2 separate regions of the Rattus norvegicus genome follow, and region 2 is linked to region 1. A link is a contact called in public Hi-C data. All regions are on one chromosome and are shown on one strand. The core of a region is the stretch at or near the end of the contact, and the rest is flanking DNA. Distances in the headings are between cores, read along the strand shown. Region 1 holds the start of LOC120100056 (a long non-coding RNA gene). Region 2 holds the start of Dusp5 (dual specificity phosphatase 5).

What was found. A called contact is a pair of places that touch in the nucleus more often than the background predicts.
Region 2: a contact with region 1 is called in a Hi-C map of liver, with 2.4 times the contacts expected there. The contact joins the promoter of Dusp5 here to the enhancer-like site in region 1. A contact is called at or near these places in 2 of 12 Hi-C or Micro-C datasets (kidney and liver).

Annotation. Positions count from the first base shown.
Region 1 is chr1:262,467,510-262,474,673 of GRCr8, reverse strand. It overlaps LOC120100056 (a long non-coding RNA gene), which reads left to right and starts at 120. Exons shown (of 3, transcript XR_005499740.2): 1 at 120-678; 2 at 3,041-3,208; 3 at 4,116-4,406. LOC102551352 (a long non-coding RNA gene) reads right to left here. Exons shown (of 2, transcript XR_351151.5): 1 at 7,079-7,164; 2 at 6,427-6,858. Within about 2 kb of position 3,788, at least 11 of the 93 cell types and tissues checked have an H3K27ac peak or open chromatin away from gene starts, as enhancers often do. A contact at or near this core is called in liver, where this site is marked.
Region 2 is chr1:262,540,545-262,547,708 of GRCr8, reverse strand. It overlaps Dusp5 (dual specificity phosphatase 5), which reads right to left and starts at 3,935. Exons shown (of 4, transcript NM_133578.2): 1 at 3,383-3,935. The coding sequence starts at 3,761. It overlaps LOC134485250 (a long non-coding RNA gene), which reads left to right and starts at 4,109. Exons shown (of 3, transcript XR_010063299.1): 1 at 4,109-7,164.

The sequences.
Region 1 (7,164 bases), core at 2,539-5,038:
TCTCTGGAGTTCACCAGGGAGGCCTCAGGAAACTAGGTGAGTTGTCAGACCTTCACTTAAAACTTATCTGCAGCAGAGCACGAATCCAGTAAAAGTTTCTGGCAAGAAGATGTGTTTTATCTGCATTCCCTAGAAACGTTGCCACTGGCCACGAATATAGCAGAGGAACTGAGATTTTCCTTTTTTTTCAATTTAACATTAAATTTAAATTCGGTTTAATTTGCCACGTTTAGCTGGTGGTAACCTAGGCCTTTAGAAGGCCGTAGAGCGACCTAGAATGTGAAGCGTCTCGTTCAGAGCGGCTTGCAATGGTGAAACAGTTTCCCTGGTAGGCTCCAGAGTGTCACCAAAAAGATGCTCCGGCCCTCAAGGGTTAACTAGATATTTCCTGCTGTTCACTGTGTTCAAAGACACCAGATGGGAAAGTTGGATGCGCTGGAGGTGTGAAGGCCCCTGGTGGCTTCCGTGATGGGAAGAGGAAATGCCCTTTTGCAGCGTGCTGGAATATCAGCTTCCAGGCTGGTGTCTCAAGCAGTAGGATTGTTGCCTGGGAGATGAGAAACGGGGGTGGGGGGAAAGAACAGGGTGGGGTGGGGTCTACATCAAGAGCCATCCTTGAGGGGCAGTGGCTATAAGCCAAAGGAAAGGCAAGCAGGCTGCCCTGACACGAGGCAAAAGGTAAGGGGACGTTGGGATGGTGCCAGGTTCCAAAGAGTACATAGGAGGCCATGCAAATGGGAGGACTGAAGTAGGGAAGGGGGCTGCTGCGATGGGAATGGGGACAGCCAGGACCCACTCGGAGGGCAGAGTGGGAGGCACCCCTTCGGGAGGAGAGCTCCTTACTGTCAATCACCAGCTTCTGCAGTGCAGCAGTAAGTGACAGGAGGCCCGAGAAGTGGCCCGTTCCCATCTAACCTCAGCCGTTTGCCTCTCTACTGTCCCCTCCACGCCTCTGGTGATGGCTTAGTTACTTTTCTTACCCAGCAGGACGGTTTCCTAATTACTTCTAGATAGGCTTGCCAAGAGCACTTTCTCCTGAATTTCATTTCCGGGCCCGTCGAAGCCAGATTAATTTTTAATCACCTCTGAGGTGTTCAGTTTAATTACCTAGATTGAACTGACGAGGAGAACAGTAGTGTGTACGGTGAAAACTTTGGGGTGCTTCTTGGGAACGGGGAGCTGACTCTCCGGCTAGGGTGTCGGTCTGTTTGAGAGGCGTGGCAGGGCCAGCTTTGTGATGGGCAGTGTGAGAGAAAGACGAGCGCCCCATGAGTCTGCCTCACGCGACGGAGAGACTCACTCAGGAATGAAAACCATAAGTTGGGAAGAATTCCACATAGCTGAGGATGACAGGCATGTGCTATCAAGCCTCATTTATGTGATACCATGTGCACACTAGACCAGCACTCTACCAAACCAGCTCTGCTGGGGGCCCTGAAAACAGATTTTAAAAAACTCAGATTTTTAAAATATGTGAGTGCTTCGTCCAAAAGGGCCCTGTGAAGGACATCAGGTCCCCTGGAAGGAAGGTTGTAAGCCACCAAATGGGTGTTGAGGATAAAAATCTGTCAGTCTGCCAGAAGAACAGCAGGTGTTCTTGACCACTAGGCCCCAGGACATAGATTTTTCACCTTATTTTATATTTTTGAAGAAAGTTAAATTAATATTTTGTGGTACCTTGGAACCGTCAGAACTTGCATGTATGTAAATGAGCATAAACACTTCTATGGAGGCCAGCAGTATGCGCTTATATAATACAGTTGCCAGCCCTTAGTGACACACACTGAATGGTCCACAAAATATTGACTTTCACCATTTCCAGAAAAAGTTCCCTGACCTTTGACCTAGGCCAGTTATGACACTCTTTTCTCATTCTCCCACACCCCTACACCTCCCAAATCCCCCCATCCCCCAGGCCTCCTTGCAGCTAGGAGTGGCCACTTGTTCTACTTCTGTCAGGCAAAGATCTGCAGGAAAGACTGGTACAAAGCCCTGCTGTTCTGAAGGAAAGAGTGGGATGTGTCTGGGAACTCTCCCACCTACTTCCTGTCTGAACTGTGAGTGAGCCCTGGGGAGCCCACCCAGCCCTCCTTTTAGAACCAATCTTCTGATAAGAGACAGGAAACACAGGTCATGAGTTCAGGTAGAAGGGCTGGGTTCCCGCTGGCTATTGTCCAACAGGAGGGGAATGTCTACCCCGGGCACCTGCCCAGAGGTTAGGCTACTTGTAGCCTAGATCCTAGGAGCCACTTGTCCACTGGGTTTGACTGAGAAAGGGTTAGTCCCTTGTCAGTGGCTTCTGATTGCCAGACCCACATCAGTACATGGAAGGGTATAAGGTAAACTGAGGTTTCTTCACTGTTGAATTCTGGGGTCCTAGAGGCAGAATTTCTCAGTGTTCCCTTATCCCCTCAACTCCTTCTATAGCTACCAAAAGATAGTAATCAAAGTAATGTTGGATCATTTGGAGGATGTTTGAGAGATGAATGAATGAATGAATGAATGAATGAATGAATGAATGAAAGCATATAGTTAGTTAGCATGAGGGACCAACAAAGAGTTGAAAGCAGTGTGGAAAGTCTGACCTAGGCATTATGTTATTTAATAACGGAAACCGGGTTTCCATGAGTATAATTGGCTTTCCTATGGGCCCAAGAGTTAGGAGGGGAAGAAACTGAGATCCCAGCTCAAGGCAGGTTCAACTCCCTGGTTACAGGTCTCTCTGCCCTCAGCTCCTTGGACATTCCCTGAGGCAACGCCAGACACACTCTGTAGAAGTAGGTGACAAATCTGCCCTTACCTAGGGGAAAGGATGAAAGGAAATTTGAACGACTGCCAGTCACTGCCTCTCCCTCGCATCCCCCAGTTCTGCTCACAGAATTGCCATGAACACGTCACCTCCTTAGCAGGTGCTCAGGGCATATTTGGAGGATGAATGAGTCCCCTTGTATCAGTGCAAATTCCTGAGCAAAAAGTCACAGGCTGCAAAACTTCAGAAAAGCAGGTAAGATTGATGTCATACCTCCTTGCTTCGCAATAGGAATGCACATCCTGGCTTCTGCATAAGCATTCTGCCACACTACGCAAGCCCAGGCTGTTCATCACTTGCCATCACAGGAAAACGGGGTATGTGCCTGAGAGAGCCACTCACAGTGCCGAGCATGGTGACGCAAATCTTCTCGTTTGAACCTCTTCACCACGGGATGGGGTAAGTATTTATGGCTGGCCTCCCTTCATAGCTGAGGAATCGGGGGCACAAAAAAGAGTAAACTAGCTTCACAAAGGCCAAGCAACCAGTTGGTGCCAGAGTCGGGTTCAAATCTGAGTCTGTGCCTGCGTGGGACAAGAGGGGAGGTGGAATGTTGGAGATGTAGCTCAGCTGGTAGAATGCTTGCCTAGCATGCACAGAGTCCCAGGTTTGATCCCTAGAACTGTATAATCCAGGAGCAGTGTCCCGTGCCTGTGTTCCAGCAGTCAGCGAGTGGGGGAAGGAAGACTAGAAGGTTCAAGCTCATTCCCAGCCGTGTAGTGAGTTTGTGGCTAGCATGGGAGACTCAGACTTGGGCCAGTAAAGAACTGTGGATGTGAACTGCAGGATTGCTGTAAGGACCAGCTGATGTCCTGAACTGCGCATGGAGAGGAGAATGCTGTAGTCAGGGAACTGGTTGGGGCGAGAAGAGCATGGTACCGAAGTCAGAATGGGCGAGGCTCCGTGTGCCCACAGGACATGCCCTTTCATTGGCTGTGGGTCTGGCTCAGCCACAATGTGACTGCTCAGATGATGTGTGTATGCTAAAGGGCAGGGTCCGTGCTTAGGAGTGGCTGGGCTGGGCTGGTGTGGTGTGCCGTGTTTCCCATGGAGATGGTGGTGATTCATGCCCCTCCCCAGCCCGCCCAGCCTCTATCTGGGTTCAACTTGTAGTAAACAAGTCAGAAAATGTCCTCTGAGTGAGAAAGAGGCAGGGAGAGGAGAGGGAACTTCTGAGGTAACCCTTAGTGTCCTGTCAGCCCCAAATTTTCCTGGAAACTACACAGTGGACCCCCCAGAGCTCAGCAGTTCTCTCACCAATGGCAGAAAACCCTTCTTCACCCAATTTCTGATATTTTATTTTCAGGAAAGTTCTAGAAACTTTACTCACCTGGGATGATTCTGAGATACCGTGACTCCAGCTTGCGCTGGGGGTTCTGCTGCCCAGAGAATATCTGTTGGGGTGCTTCTGGGAGGTGTGCACCAATAAATCAACCCGTGCATGCTATTATTTCCTAAAATCTGGCCAGCCAAATGCAGGCTTGTCTAAGTGAATAGGTCTGAAGCTCTCAGACCAGAGAAAACAGAAGACATAGTCCAACCCTCAGGACATGTAAAACCACAATGACAATAACAACACAATTAAGGAGCAATTAAATGTTAAGTTGTGAGAGTCTTCTTTGGTTCATCAGGACTTTCAAAAGAACAGGTAAGACTAACAAGTTTTTTGCCTCCCCCCCACCAAAAAAAGCCTGTTTCCAAACAAGGCTGCATTCTGAGGTGTGGAAGGCTAGGAGTTCAATCCATGAATTATGATGACACAAAATTTAACCCACAACAAGTGAGGCTCCGCCCCCCCAGATCGGGTTCCACATTTGGACCGTGCGTCTGATCTTTTTTTGCCAGTCCATATAGATCTCCAAGGAGTCCTCCTGAAAATTACTTGCACTTGCCTGGCCCCACCCTTTGAGGTGTAGCAGGCTTCACATTATCTTACTTGCAACTCAGGTGTGACTGGCCCTACCCTGGGTGAGAGGGTAACCATGAACAACCAGCACTGGGAGATCATGGAGGAATGAACCAGAAGGGACCCAAGGTTAAAAATAGCTCCAGCAGTAGTGGTAGGTGGAGTGTGCCAAGATGACCTTTGGCCTTTGAGAGTTTGATTTTTCAAGCAGCACAGCCAGGAAGTCACCAAGTCCAGATGACGCAGTTCTCTACTTGTCACCCTGGAAATTTCCAACCCTGGGGAAGTGTGATTATACATGGGGGTTCACTTCTCTTTTCCTTCCCTGGCAGATCTTCAGGAGCTTCCAGAAACCTGGAGAGGGTCCCACAAAGACCCTCTGTCTGTCCCTATAAAAGGGGGTGGTGGGATCAGAACTGAACTATCTTTCGAAGCAGGTGGGCGACTCAGCAAAGTCATGCAATTTATTCGAGCGTCCATTTTTCTCATTTGCACGATAAGAATGAGAAGGAACACTTGCCCTTCCTGCCATAACCTAGTGAGGCCACCCTAATGGCTTTGGGGTGCAGGAAGTCCCATTAGCTCCTTAGTTTGCCCTTACTTATTACACAAGCATTAAGGATATTTGTGAAGAGGAATTAGCTAGAGGTATTACCTTGATACCCTGAATGTGGTTCCTAAGAGGGCAGTGCCTGTCAGGAGTCATCTAGGGAAGGCTAAGGCTGTCAGGTGACTTTCCTGAAGGCGGCCCACTGTCTTTGCGCGGCTTATGATGGATGAACTCTGAGAGGCAAGGTCCCGAGAGACTGCATCTCAGGACTGCTTCTTGTAGCTGATATGCCTTTCCTGTCATTGTTAGATTAATATACTAATCCCTGGGCATCAGCCCACCCTACTGAGCAGATTCCCTGTAGATCAACATAAAGGTGAACTTTCATGAATTAATGCTGTTTAGATGGATTAATGATTTTATAGAATTACTGATCTGTTTCGAATAATTTTAGGAAGAAAGCTTTAAGAGATGGTTTTAGTTGTTTTGCCAAAAAAAGATATAATAAAATTAGAATTAAGTATAGAATGTGCCCACTACTTATAATAGTAAGTAAAGGCTGCATAATAAGAAATACAATGAATTTTCATGACCGCATTAAAAAGACAAATGGTTTTGGGACACATTTGTGATCAAGGAAAAACGTTCATTCTAAGTTAGAACCAAAGACGAAACCACAGGTGTGTATTATGATAAGGCAAGGCCATGTGAAACTGTTGCTTTGAACTTATAATGAGCTTACAGAATGAAACACTGCTTTGAAGTTGTTGTTGGTATCCTTCTGTTACTCTCCTTTTATGTAACATTTTATCTATGAGGTAATTTTTTTTCTTACATAGGAACTTCTTTGTCTAAAAGCTATAAAAAGTTTGAAAGCAATAAAAAGAAGTGTTGTAGCTGTTTTCTGCTTCTCCCGGTGGTGTGCATATTGTCTGTGTGAGTGACTTCTTTCCCTTTTTTTTTTTTTTTTTTTTTTTTCTCTCTGGTTCAGAAAAGCGCTAACAAGCTCCAAGCCTCTCACCTGGCCAGAACTGACTCGCCAGAGAAAGGGGCTCTAGCAATAAACCCTTTTACTTAATTCCCCGTGGCTAAACGACATATGCTAATTTGCCAGAAATTACTGGTTATTTAAGCACAAATAATAAAAGAGTCAACAAGTTAAGTTTTCAGCACTTATTTAAGCACAGGACAGTAATGAAGAGCTCATTTCTCAGTGCTTATTAAAGCATAGGATTAGTAATAACAAGTTGAGTTTCTGCACTCATTTAAGCACAAAGTTTCCCCCAGCGCTTATTAAAGCACAAATATGAAGAGAAAAAAAGCGGGTGGTTTTCAGCCACAGAATAAGCAAGAGAGTGTTAAGATTACAGAAACCATTAGCTTCTAGCCCCAAGTACGGTTAGGATTACAAAGCCAGAGATCATCAGTCTTTTAGCCTTCTTCCAACAACACTGTGTTCCACCTCAGCTCTGAACTCCAAAGGCTGGGGGAGCTCCTTGACCCCCACGAGTGCCAGCACGGAGTCGTGTAAACAGTCAGATTCTTTGTGCTGGCGAGATGGCTCCATGGGAAGAGGTCTCATGCCCTCAGAACCTGTGAGGTAGAAGACAGAACTGATGATGAGGAAGACTGCCCTCTGACCCACACACATGCTTACACCATGCCCCACCTCCAACAAATCAATGAAAAAAAAAAAAAAGGTTAAAAATTTGCTGGCTCTTGGTCCCTGTCCCAGAACTATTAAACTAGAATATGCATTTTAACAAGAGCCCCAAGAGGTTTGTGCACTTATTAAAATTCAAAGAGTACTTACTTCTGGGGCCTTGTTCTGGCTGTTCTGGGTCCATCCAGTCCTTTGGTGAGAATGATCGTATTAACTCTGGGAGAGCTGTGCCCCTC
Region 2 (7,164 bases), core at 2,686-5,185, 73 kb before region 1:
TTGAACGGTCCTGAAGTCACTGACAAGCTCCTCTCCAGCGCCAATGTAGTCGTAAATCAAGTTAACGCATTCTAAACCAAAGGGGAAATGCAGACATCTGGACATGTGAGGATGTCCGTGTTATATTTCAACTCCCCCAGAAGGCTCACTTGAGGGTTAAGGGGAGTCTCTAAAGCTGAGCATGGGAACACATGCCTATAATCTTAACAGTGGAGGAGGAGGAAGAGGAAGGGGAGGAAGGGGGAGGCAGAAGAGAAGGAGGAAGAGGAGGAAGAAAAAGAGGGAGAGGAAGAGGAAGAAAAGGAGGAGGGAGAGGAAGAAAAGGAGGAAGAGGAAGAGGAAGAAAAGGAGGGAGGGGAAGAGGAGGAAGAAAAGGAGGGAGAGGAAGAGGAAGAAAAGGAGGAAGAGGAAGAGGAGGGAGAGGAACAGGAGCTGTTGAAGACTGTTTCCAAACAAGAAAAAGAAAAACAAGGTAACAGAAATGTATCCACATTAGACTCAGGACCAGCAGGGAAAAGCCAATAACTCAAGAACCTTAGAAAGCCAAGGGCTTCTAGGTAGGCAGGGCATTCTTGCCTAGGAACCTTCTGTTCTGACAGACATCACCCTGAGGTACTTCAGAGAGCCTCCAGAAAACTTGCTTGTCTTTCGCTGGCCTCAAGGATTCGCTTGGTGTCATGCCACCAGTTAAGTACGAATCCCGAGACAACGTCCTTACTTTTTTTTTTTTTTTTTTTTGTTTTTCATTTCTGTCTTCTGGTACTAGACAGCCCAATAGTAGAGGGCTTACTCCTGCAGGCAGCAAATGGTTAATGGATTACATGAGGCCTCCAACTCCCTCCCCAGAGCTGCAGCCAGTTCCCAGGATGAGTCACCTTGTCATTCTGGCTTCCTCTCAGCTTCTGCCACCCCTGTCCCCATTTAGTTCTCCCCAAATCTCCCCTGTGGTCACTAGACAAACAGCTCCCTGGAGAAGTTTCTGGTCTCCCACAAATGGTCACATTCTCTGTCATGAAGACAGGGTGCCTGCTAGAAGGGATCAGGGAGTAGAGGTGAAGGTGTTAGTGGCTTAGTTTCCCCCATGCAGCCCCTTACAGAATGATGCTAATCTGCATATCCTTGAGGGCAGTGCTTTCTAGTGAATAAATCATAGGGTTAGGCCTGGGTCTAACAGTTTGGGTTCGAGGAAACAAAATAAAAGGTTTGTGGGTTTGAGAAAGATCAGCCCAAGCATTCCCAAACCTGAGGAAGAGAGGCCTTAGGGCTACCTCACCCCTAGGCTTTATTTAGACCATTTAGAGCTGGCGGGCAAGAGGGGCAGAAAGAGGTGTTGCTGACAACCTAAGATGAGACAGGCAGGGTATCTCAGATTAGCTGAAGGACAGACAGACAGGGTTTGCCTCTTCAGGCTGGGGTCAGGAGATTAGGTCTCTGTCTTCTGCCCACTCCCATCGGAGGTGTGGAGACAGAACATTCCTCTCTGCTGTCTCACTTGTGCCTCACTCGGATTGCAAGAGTGCTAGCAATTCCTAAGGCCGCCTCAACCTTCTTCAGAATGAGTCTACTTGCAGTCATCCCTGTGTTGCCAAAGGAACAGAGGCAGCACACCGGCACTTATATGTAAACAAGGGCCAGCCACCCAATTGGTCTTGAGCATCTCGTGTCAGTGGTCGAGGGAACTGCCACCAGGTCAAAGTGGAATGCACATCTGGAGTGCTCTGTTGAAGAGAAAGGGATCCTCCTTTGCAACAGTTTGGGCAGCAACATTTACCGAATACCAAATGCATATCACTTTTGATCTTTCAGCTTCCACGGTCTGAAAGGAGGACAAGACTGCACAATACCAGAGCACATGACAAGGACATACATCTACCCTCCCCTTAACCGCTTTTCACACGGCCAGGCTGGGAGCAACCTAGTGGTTATCACCAGACACTACCACATAGTGTGGATGTCTCCAAAATCCACTCGGGTGAAAAGGGGCAGGGTCTGGAAGGATATGGATTTAATTTGTTTTTGAATACTACCAGAGAAATTATCCAACAAGAAATCCCTGTTGCTGTTTCTGGAGAGGAACTAGGTTTTAGGGTGTGAAAAAGACACTATTTCCTTAAACACCCTCGGCCCTATTCAGATTGCCTTCTGGATACACACATTACTTCATTTTTAACCGTGAGAGAGACCTCTGCAGAGCTTAGAGAAGGCCACCCACCCTTCCACCTAGCTCAGCTGGGATTGCAGCAACATCCACCTGTTATCTCCCAATGGGATCAACAAGGGACAGTTAGCAAGAGGTGTTAATAGCTGGGAAGCTACCCACTGGCCTTCGAATCTTCCTGGCCTACAGTGTGAAAATTCCAACTTGCATGGCTTTGACACCGGGCTCAGCTCACTGCACCTGAATTCTGAACCATATCAGAGTTCTGGGGCCCTAACCGGCGTCAGCTTTCTCCTCTGCACCCAGGCCAGGGTTCCCATACTTTTGAGGTTAGAAGGCAGGAGTAGTCACAGGAAATGACCCAGAAATCAATGATGTGGGGTTTGAGAGTAATCACACACCCACAACCGGAAGCCAAAGTTATCTCCCCAGCAGGTGAAATAGTTGGGCCTGGAGGCGGCTCTTGAAGGCCTAAAATCAAAGGCCACAGAATCTCCTCGTATCTTACAGCCCCCGTGGCACCTCTCCTAACTAGGCTGGCCTGTTGGTAGTCTTGGTAGTCTCTCGGAGGCAGCCCCAGGGATAATCCCCTGCTGGGGAAGAGGGGGATGAAAGGAGAGGGAAAGCAGTCAGCTCCCAAATTAAGCTTGAGAACGGCCTAGATGGGGGAGGAGGAGGAGGCTGGAGGCTAACAATAAAAAGCAATAAAGGGAGAGGAAGGGGAGGGACTTGCCAGGGTCAAAAAGGCAAGAGGCCCACCAAGACACAGCCTAACGCACTCTAATTGTCTAGGCGGGAATAAAGGGGACGCCGCGGCGCCACTCTCCTGGGTGAGGGTCTCGACCTGTTTGATCACGCCAGATCTGTACAGAAAGGTTCCGACCCGCCCCCCACACTCCCGCGGTCTGCAAACGGCGCCAGAGACCAGCATGAGCTCTGGGCCCCCGGAACGGCTAGGGAGCATCGCCCGCAGCACCTTCTCAGCCCACCCAGACCAGAGGACAGAGAGGATGCCAGAGCTTTCGAGGAAAGGCGGGTGGGGAGAAGGAAGCCCTGGGAGCTGACGTTTGCAAAGACCTCCCAAGCGCACGTCAAACCCCGGGTGCACACTCCCGCAAGTGGTGACTTTCTCCGGTGCAGAGTTCCTAGGCAGGAAGGTAACCCTGGGGCCCCGGTGTCCCTGCACAGGGTGGCAAGGGGCAGCCTGCTCCCGAACAAGCTCACCTTTAAGGAAGTAGACCCGCGGGCCGGCGGGCAGACAGGCCAGCAGCGAGGTGAGGACGACGCGCGCGGCACTCTCCTCCCGCAGCTTCTGCCAGTGGCGGCTGCCCTGGTCCAGCACGACCACCGCCGCCACGCCGCCGCCGCCCTCCTGCAGCAGCCGAGCGCGGGCCGCCTCGTCGGGCAGCACGTAGCGCGCAGACACCGCGCCGCCCCGGGCCCGCCGCAGCACCACGGAGTTGAGGTTGACGTTGAGCGAGCCGCGCACGCTCGACGCGGCGAAGGCCAGGTAGGGCCGGCAATCGAGCACCACGCAGCGCGCCTCCGCCTCCTTGCGGAGCATCTTGCGCAGCCGGCGCCCGTCGAGCGACGTGACCTTCATGCCGGCCCGACGCTGCGCTCACCACAGCTGCCAGAGGACGGGCGGCCCAGGGCCGGCGGGCCACCTCGCGGGGGCTGTGGCCTGCAAACGGAGCCCGGCGCGAGGGGCCGCGCGACGCTCTCCACGCCCCGCTCGCTCAGCACCCGGCCCCGCCACTCGCTGCCCCGGAAAGCTGGGGATTCCGCCGGCAGCGCTGCGTTTTATGTGAATGAGTGCGCGTCCTGTGACGTGAGTGCCCATATAAGGCCAAATATGGGTGTTTCCCCGCCCCTCTGCCCTGGCCACGCCCCTGGGCGGGGCGTGCGGGCACCCGCCTCCACCCGGGGAGCAGGCTCGAGCGAGGGCGTCTTAGTCAGAGCGAGAAAAAGGAAGTGGCGGGCGCCCGCTGTCTCTCTCGGGGGCCCCGCGCGGAGAGAGACTCACTGACACATCACCCGGGACTACCGGTGGGGTGTCAGGAACGCCACCAGGGCGAGGTGACCCACGCCATGCGGGAAGAGGAGGAAGCAAATTCGGTTAGAACCTGACCGGGGCCGCGCCGTGGAGCCCCTTGGGCCTCCGGGTGAATCCCGGATTCCGGTCGCTCGCTGTTGTGTCTGAACTTGTAAGGAGATAGCATCTGAGATGAGCCGAGATGCGGCGTGGCTTGGTCATCTTGATGCTGGAGGCTTCTAACATGCTACCCCCGCTTTTGCTATCTTTTAATTTTCCGTGATAAAAGTTCCTGAGAGTAAAAAGGAGGAGTTGTGAATGGGTGAGACAGAGACTTCAAGTGGATTCTGCCTCGGATGGATTGACGGCCCCCTTTTGTCTCTCTCCAAAGATAGGGACAGTATACCACCAGAGCTTCATAGTGAATGCTGCCTCAGAGCAAAACACACACACACACACACACACACACACACACACACACACACACACACACACACACACAGGAGCAATGCACTGACTCCGGGACTCTGTGGTTCTGGGAAGCCTGTGGGCAACTGTGAGGCTCAGTCCAGTAAACTGTTGTCCAGGTGGCTTCTGGATTTGTGGGATTATGGTGGATAAAGTGTAATCCCAGGCTGTCTGCCCCCACCATTCTCTCTGGAGCTTCGTGCTGCCCGCCCCCATTCCCGGATTCGTCTGCTCTGCGAGTATTTATTGAGGGCTCTGCTAGCTGTCAGGGCACGTGGGATGCAAATGCATTGCTGCCTCCAAGCCCTTTGCCAACTATTTCACTGTTATCTCTTCATGAAGAAAACCCTTGCATCCATTTACAACTCTACAGGGGATGAGACCTTTAGGAGAAAGCAGAAATCTAATTTCTGAGATCAAATCAATCATTCCCAACAGCAGTAATGGCTGGCATTGCTTCTGGGTCATTTCTTCATTCAAGCAGTCAATTCAATCATTATAGACTCTGTAATTCTAGCATTTTCAACATTTTCGAGACTGAGTGGGAAAAAAAGCATCACAAAACTGAGGCCAATCTAAGCAATATAGATCCTGTCTTAAAAAAAAAACCAAGCCATGCAAAGATGTTGCTAGCAGTCTCCACCCTCGCCAGTTTCATTCTGGGGCCTCACAGATAATGCTTAGCACCCACAGGGGCCAGTCTTGTGTTAGGTGCTTGGTGACACCACTGTAAGCAGGACTCTACTCCATCAGCCCAGGGAGGAGGCCTGATCCAGTCTGGGGCCTCTCTAAGTGTCTGTGTCTGCACACCCATGGTGTGTGGGCTGCGGTGGAAGTGGAGGCTAGAGAAAGTTTCTCGGCGAGAGCTGAGACAAACTTCCAAGAATGGGTAGAAACCACTTGCTGTGAAGGAAACAAACAACCCAGTCTGTTCAGTACCGGAGGTGTTTGAAAGACTCCTGCTCAGTAGAGAGAAATGAAGACGTCCGTAAATCCACGGTTTTGTTCGAACGAATGTTAATGTTACTTACTTTGTTTGCTTGTACGTTGGGGTGCCTGTGTGGAGGTTGGAGGACAGCTTACAAGGGACCCTTTCTTGCCTTCCACCATGCGGGACCTGGAGATCAAACTCAGGTTCTGAGCCTTCAGCCACCATCCCCACCGCCCATGGAAACATATTTTTGGGTGGAGTTTTCTTCCTAGAGAGCTTGCAGGCTGCCTGAAATCATCATGGAGGCCAGGTCAGATTGGAATGGTACCACATAGGTACACAGCCTAGCACCCTGAGACCCTCACTTAGGACCAGACTTCCCTGATCTACACAGCAGAGATCGCTCAACTGGAAGTTCAGTTCTCGGTGGCTCACAGTAAGGCCCTAGAGTCGCACAGCGGTCAATCTGGACTGCCCTCCTTCAAGAAGCATGAATTATATAGCTGGAAGGTACAACAAAGGAAATATCCTGTCACCTTGCCCCACGAGGCCCATTGTCTCCAATTGCATATGCTACTCTATACTGCCCAGCCGTTTGCCTCTTCCCACAGTAGCCAAAGAAAACTTGTCCCATTCTTAAAGACTAAAGAGGACTTAAGACGTTTGGATCTTAGGCACTGGGTCATAGTGACTGGACTGCGGTATGGGGTCATCAGTGAAGAGGGTCTGTGGAGGATGGAGGATTTATCTGAGAGTGGGGGTGGGATCCAGACTGAGGTCAGGGAGAGGGACAGTGGGTTTGTGTAGCTAATACAGCCTGAGCTGGTAAAGACTTGCTTGAACTTGGCAGTCAGTGGTCATAGCTGAGAAAACGCCACACGAATGGGAGGAGATTTAGAAAGTAAAGGTCCAAGGGGATGTGGTGGAGACACAGGGGTGTGGTGGACACACAGGGGTGTGATGGACACACAGGGGTGTGATGGACACACAGGGGTGTGATGGACACACAGGGGTGTGATGGACACAGGGACGGGATGGAGACACGAGTGTGATGGAGACACAAGGATGTGATGGACACAGGGATGTGATGGATACACAGGGGTGTGATGGACACAGGGGTGTGATGGACACACAGGGATGTGGTGGAGACACAGGGATGTGGTGGAGACACAGGGTTGTGATGAACACAGAGGGATGTGGTGGAGACACAGGGTTGTGATGGAGACACAAGGGGAGCAGGACCTCATGGGAGGTGACATCAAAGTTGTTAATCAATGCCTGAGTGAATGGTAGTGCTACGACAGACCCTATAGCAACAGAGTTAGGGACTGAAGGGAAGGAGGGAGATGAGGTGTAGACACACTATCAAGTTAGAGCTTGTGGTAGCTTCTTTGAAGGGCATCCGGTAAACAGTAGGGTAGCCCAGGAACCAAGGCACAAAGGTCTTGCAAAGCAAGGCACAAAGGTACATTGTTTCTTGTCTTCCCAGGGCCCAAGGCTGCTGTGTCGGTCTGTCTTCTGACTTTCACTCTTCATCATGGAACAAGGGCTGGCTTCGCCAGCATAGCTTGT